2 separate regions of the Arabidopsis thaliana genome follow, and region 1 is linked to region 2. The links are chromatin contacts, called in public ChIA-PET maps. All regions are on one chromosome and are shown on one strand. Each heading gives the region's core, a stretch centred on a gene start, on an enhancer-like site or on the middle of the called end of the contact. The rest is flanking DNA. Distances are from core to core; before and after follow the strand shown. Region 1 holds the start of OFP13 (ovate family protein 13). Region 2 holds the start of ADR1-L2 (ADR1-like 2).

The links. ChIA-PET counts read pairs in DNA pulled down with a chosen protein or histone mark.
Region 1: an H3K4me3 ChIA-PET map of shoot shows a contact between it and region 2, with 12 read pairs. The contact joins the promoter of OFP13 here to the promoter of ADR1-L2 in region 2. A contact is called at or near these places in 10 of 26 Hi-C or Micro-C datasets (callus, cotyledon, leaf and 4 more), 1 of 2 datasets of contacts at active chromatin or transcription factors (shoot) and 1 of 3 other capture datasets (shoot).

Annotation. Positions count from the first base shown.
Region 1 is chr5:1,397,771-1,401,206 of TAIR10.1, forward strand. OFP13 (ovate family protein 13) reads left to right here and starts at 1,625. Exons shown (of 1, transcript NM_120564.2): 1 at 1,625-3,014. The coding sequence starts at 1,915. The coding sequence ends at 2,697.
Region 2 is chr5:1,358,694-1,361,948 of TAIR10.1, forward strand. ADR1-L2 (ADR1-like 2) reads left to right here and starts at 1,896. Exons shown (of 5, transcript NM_120554.2): 1 at 1,896-2,736; 2 at 2,935-3,255. The coding sequence starts at 2,055. AT5G04710 (Zn-dependent exopeptidases superfamily protein) reads right to left here and starts at 1,582. Exons shown (of 9, transcript NM_120553.3): 1 at 1,183-1,582; 2 at 968-1,103; 3 at 512-784; 4 at 256-397. The coding sequence starts at 1,435.

The sequences.
Region 1 (3,436 bases), core at 375-2,874, 39 kb after region 2:
TTCAACGGTGCCCTCTTTAATTCCTCACATGAGTTTTGCACACAATCTTTCTCTCTCTTTTTCTTATTCTATGTTCCCATATTTATCCCACAAACGTTGATCCAATATCTTACGCAAATTAAGGCAAAACAGGAAATTTTTGCAAAAGAGAAAGATATGGAGGTGTTGGGTAAATAAAGTTGAAAATGTACGAAAATAATGATGCATTTATTTCACAACAATGGGTTTCAACATCAGATTGCTTCTGTTTAAATCTTTTACTACTTTCAGTTTTATATCTCTGATAAACTCTATAATATTGACTGATTCCTAAAGGACACTGTCTCAGGATCTATCCCCTACATTCTTGTTCTACCTTGATGGATCATATATTTTACCTTAGTAAAGAAAATCGTCCAAGAAATTCATCATTAATTAAAAACATACATATAACATAGTCCTTCTTCGAATATAAGACTTCAATTCCTCAAAAAAAATTAAACGAAATAAATTATTTTTAAATATATATTCAAGAAACTGATGTTCATCGAGTTTAATTATTCAGTTGAATTACAATTCTTACTTTTAGAAATTTGTATTGCGACCAAGAAGAAACATTCTTTAAGCTCAAAGCTTCATATAATTTACACATACGTAATTTATAGATAACACGTTGACCGAGAGTATTAGAAGCTCACAGTGCTTATAGGAAAGTCAAAACTGACTGCATCAGTACGATTTTTACGTGTTCGTTTATGGATTATATAATACAAAATAGCTTATACATCAGTTTTAAAAAAATTAAACAAATTAATTAAGATGTAAAACACTATTAAAGTCGTAAAGAGAGAGTAATTAAAAATGAGAAGAAGATTTGACAAGACGAGCCAATAGACAAGAATGTAGTACCGTCAATCAACCTTTATAAAGTAGTAGTAGTATATAAAATTACTAAATGTTTATTGGGATTTGTTTTTCTGCAACATTTTCTTGTAAGCAATCGTTTTTAATGCTTTGTGTTCTGCACAGTGCTTTGTCATTGGCTCGGGACTAACATTTTTTCTAGTATTATTTTATTTTATTTTAATTAAAATATTTAATTTTTCTTGTCTTCAACCAAATTGAATGCTACTGCTGTGTCTTACTATACTTGTTCATGAGTATAATATTATCATCTTAAATTTAGATAACAAAGACAAAATAAAAATTCAAATTCCCATAGAGCCATTATATCGTGTTTGCATGAAACTTTTGTTAGTTAAAAAATACAAATTCAACCTCTCCAACAAGGCAATAACAACCCATGGAGCTAATAATATGTAAACTGCATGAGGATAAGTGTTTTCGTCACACAAGAAGATTGTCAATTTTTCAAAACAGCAAAATATTTGTAAAAAACATAATTCTTCCACTCATGTGTATATCAATAAAATCACAACGACAAAAACATTATTGTAAAATGTAGCAATAAACTATTTGTAAAAATAATATATCTCCATTATAAAAACATTTTTGTAAAATTGATCAATTATTAGATCGAATAGTGTAGAAAAAACCAATATTAAAAATTTGGATTGTAGCAAATCAAATATTGGAAAAAACTATTGAAATCCCGGTTGAACAGAAAACGAATCGAAAAAGCTAACCACAAAGCAAAACAAAAACAAACTATCAACTTCAATCATCGTAATTTTTATAGTTAAGACTTTAGACTAAATAAGTAAAAGCACTTCAAATAACTAACCAGAAAAAAATGGAAAATTAACAACAAATAGAAAAATATCCCAAAATTAAATAGACACATGACCTGACCCCACCAGCTCTCTCTTCTCTCCCCATATATCGCATTCCCTCCAACTCCTTCCTCTTCCATTAATTACTAAACCCAAACCCAACCAAAGATCTTCACAAAGAAAAAAACAATTGGTGGTATCAATGGGGAAGAAGAAGATGAAACTCTCTTCTCTGTTCAAAGGCGGAGCCGGAGGATTACTAGCGGTTCCTCTCTGTTACAATGCCAAAACTCTTTCGTTCCGAGTCGGCGACGACATGATCAAGACGGTGAACTCTGTTTTCTTCGACCACCACCACAACAACAACAATGGAGGAGATTTGTTGGAAGCGGAGACGCCTGAGTCATGGTTTACTAACTCGTCCGAGACAGCGAGTCACTCAACCGAGTCGGATCAAGACCTTGACGCTGAGTCCTTAGAGATGGTGGTTCGTGGCGTTGTTAGATCGGAGCGGTTATTCTTCGATCCAGGAGTTACGAGTTCGATTCTGGAAGAGATTGAAGAGAAATCGAAATCGGATTTGAAATCGAAGGAAACGGTTGCGGTGGGAGAAGATCGGAGTACGCCGATTGAGGAGATTAGTGTCGCGGTGGCGATGGAATCCGAGGATCCGTACGGTGATTTCCGGCGATCGATGGAGGAGATGGTGACGAGTCACGGTGAGTTGGCTAAAGATTGGGAGAGCTTGGAATCGATGCTCGCTTGGTATTTGAGGATGAATGGGAGGAAGAGTCACGGCGTTATCGTCAGTGCTTTTGTTGATCTTCTCTCTGGACTCTCTGATTCCGGCGCCGGAATAACGTCGGCTTCGGTATCGGATTCGGCTCGTTATTCAACCGCCGTTTCGTCTTTGCCGTCGTCGCCGGTTTATTCGTTATCTCAAGGTCAGACGGAGATTCAAGAGGAAGAGAGACGGAGCTGTTAAAAATAAAAAAAGGCTTAAGATTCGGTTTTAAATTTTTTAATCTCCGGTTTTGTTTAGATTAATTAACCCTTTTTGGATTTTGTAAAAAGTAATTAGTGGTTAGAGGAAAAAGAACCATTAAATATATATCAAAAATATTTTTAGAGCCATTATTGTTGATTTATGTGTATAACAGTGCCTTTTGTCATAACTCGAAAGTTACACTATTTTTCCCCCAAAATTCATGAAACTCAGCGAAGTTTATGCCAACAGATTCAGAGAAATTTTGTATAACAGCCCCATTTTAAAAGGAAATATACATAAGAATAAATTCTGTGATACTTCTTTTTATTTAAGCTCTTTATTTTTTACTTCTTTTTTAGGTTTTAAAGGACATAGAATTATAATTTCTCATTTTTTTTGCAGGCATATTATATAGCCTTTCTCATTAGATGTAGGCATGTAGCTCCTTTGGCATCCATATTAAAAATTTTTTTGTCACAAATATTGGACCTTACATTTTTTTTCCCCAAATAAAATTTGGTATTACGAATTTTCGATGGTTACACAAGGACTACTACACTAACATAAACTGTAAGACTCATTAAATATCATGCTCGGATAATTCATGTATTAACATTAATAACATAGAGATTTTATTTATTGATTTGACTCTTAAAAGCATCATCACGTAAGATATTTAGCAAAACCCTTTTTGTGATATCCATGCTGGAGTTAAAATCTTGAAAATAAGCGTAAT
Region 2 (3,255 bases), core at 646-3,145:
ATTTAGCAACACTAATGGATTATGATGACACTATGATAGAAACTCGAAATGTTGGTAATGATACAAAAATTTAGCAACACTAATGGATGATGATGATACTATGATAGAAACTCGAAATGTTGGTAATGATATAAAAAATTTAGCAACAGTAATTCCACAGTTCTCATGATCTAATATCTTAGAAACTTGGTGCATGTTCAGAAACGATGCAGAGGAATGACTCTAGTGACTAACCAAATTATGTCATACTCATACCTGCATGAGTAATGGATGATGAGCATCTTTGGAGGATACATTTTTGTCCTTGGACTCTGCTGAGGATTCATCTGATTTTGTTGCCAGTAGCGGAACAAGTTGGGTCTCCAAATTTGGTTTAAATCCATCACTGTTCACTGTGCTAAACAATACACGAAGAACAAAACAGCATGAATGAGCTTCAAAACATAACTCCACTTGATGGCAAATGCATTAGCCTAAAACTTCACTAGACAAGCTCATGAAAGAAATTTACCGATCAAGATGAATGGCCAAAGTGGGTACCCTTAGTAATGGCCTTTTCACTTTGACAAGCCTATGAACAAACGAGCCATCACTGGCTCTCACAATTGCTCGCCCCGCAACACTTAAGTCTCGATCAAACCATGTGTGCCACAAACCACCTCCATAAGTCTGAACATTCACCATGAGATAGCCAGACTTGGATGAAGCAGACTTCGGTTTAAGTTTAAGACACGGGCTATCGGTGTGAGCAGCTATGGCATGAAAACCATTACCAGGCACATACCTACAAAATGAGGAACAAATGTAGGTTCCCTGAACCCAACAAATAAGGAATCTAAGAAAGAAAAAAAAAACGATTTTTGTGAAGAACCCTTCAATTATCAAAGCTTGAACTAGTTCCAGGATTCATTATCAAAGCCAAACCAAATCTTATACCATGGAAGCATAATTGAATCGGAAGACTCACTTTTCTCCGACAGCAAAAGCAACCAAACAGGACATGTTTCGTGTAAAGAAGTAACGGCCACCAGGTTTCAGATTCCAGTCTTCGTTTTCACTGAGGAGATCAAACCCAGCAGCCAAAAGCTGTCTCTTCGCCTCAGCTGCCAGCAAAGAGAAAAAGACCAATGAGAGTCGTCACTTAAAGTTGAATACCGAAAAGAAAACAATATTTCAATATACCAGTGGCGTGAAACTGTGTCCAGGATTCATTAAGATAATCCAGAAGATCCCCAACAATCGACGCATTAGAATCACTCCCCGGCGATCTCGAATCGCGATGGGAGGTGCAGAGGATTGGAGAGACGGAGGAGAAGGAGCGAAAGGGAGAGCGATGGAGATAAGTAGGAAAAGAGAGAGACTGAGAGAGGAAGGATGAAGGATTGAAGATGGAGGGAAGAGAATGAGTTAGTGGAAGACGAGCTATGGCCGCCATTAATTTCGCTCCGGACTCTAAAGATGAGGTCTTCTTCTGTTATCTCTAAAGTCTAAACCATCCGCCGACGATTACCATCCGCCGGAGATTTGAAGACCACTTCGACTTCGAGAACCGGATTTTGTTTCTTACTGTGTGTCCCCAGTCTTCTAATCTTGAGGAGCTGAGCTGAGGGCCATGGCCCATGAGGATTATATGGGCTATGGTGCCACTTCTATGGGCTTTGGGCCCATGTACTCTTCACATGATTTTATTTGGACCAAAGAACCTTTGCCTTTTATGGTCCACACTTGCATCATTCCAATTTTATTGAACGCGTGTTAAGGACGTGTCTTTATGTATTGGGCCTTATTAGGCTTCAGTACTTTGCCCTTGGGCCTTATTAGACATAATTACATGAAAGATGATGACATTAATTTGCCAAAAGTCTTTATCTTTATTGGGTCTCCGTAGACTTTACCAAAAGGTGACTGCAACGAAGCTTCGTTAATGGGTTCCACAACGTCACCTACTTGTTTACTTCCTTTTGTTTTGTTTACTTCGTTGCTTGTTACTCCACTCTTCCTTGCCTTTTCTTCTCTCCACTTATCTCTCTCTCTTTTTCTCATCGGCCTTTGCCATGGCAGATATAATCGGCGGCGAAGTTGTGACGGAGCTCGTGAGGCAGCTCTATGCGGTTTCTCAAAAAACCCTCAGATGCAGAGGCATCGCCAAAAATCTCGCCACCATGATCGATGGTCTTCAACCAACGATCAAGGAGATCCAATACAGCGGCGTCGAGCTCACACCTCATCGCCAGGCTCAGTTGCGTATGTTCTCGGAAACCTTAGACAAGTGTAGGAAGCTCACCGAGAAAGTTCTTAAATCCAGCCGTTGGAACATGGTTAGACAGCTACTCCATGTTAGGAAAATGGAGAATCTTCAGAGTAAAGTGTCTAGCTTTCTCAACGGTCAATTGTTAGTCCATGTTCTCGCTGATGTTCATCATGTTCGAGCCGATTCTGAATTCCGGTTCGATCGGATTGATAGGAAGGTTGATAGTTTGAATGAGAAGCTTGGTTCTATGAAACTCAGGGGAAGTGAATCGTTGCGTGAGGCGTTGAAGACGGCCGAGGCTACCGTTGAGATGGTGACAACCGATGGTGCTGATTTGGGGGTGGGATTGGATTTGGGAAAGAGGAAGGTGAAGGAGATGTTGTTTAAATCCATTGATGGGGAAAGACTTATTGGTATCTCTGGGATGAGTGGTTCAGGGAAAACCACTCTTGCCAAAGAGCTTGCCCGGGACGAGGAGGTTCGAGGTAATGACTTTTCTTTGCTGGCCTCTGATTCCATATCGTTTGTTAATTTGCTTGGTACATCTTTGTGATCTCTATTGCAGTGGCTTTGTGGTGTTTCTTAATGGTATATTTTGTTGGTTTATCTTGATGATCATGCTTCTATTGTTTTGTTGTATAGTTGAGTTGCTAAAATTGCTTTCATTTACTGCTTTTATACAGGCCACTTTGGGAACAAGGTTTTGTTTCTGACTGTGTCACAATCTCCCAATCTTGAGGAGCTTAGAGCCCATATATGGGGATTTCTTACTAGTTATGAGGCTGGGGTTGGTGCTACTCTTCCAGAATCGAGGAAGCTAGTGATCCTTGATGATGTTTGGACAAGGGAATCTCTGGACCAGCTGATGTTCGAAAATATTCCTGGAACCACAACTCTTGTGGTCTCACGGTCTAAACTCGCAGATTCTAGAGTCACTTATGATGTAGAGTTACTCAATGAACATGAAGCAACGGCCCTGTTCTGTCTCTCTGTTTTCAATCAGA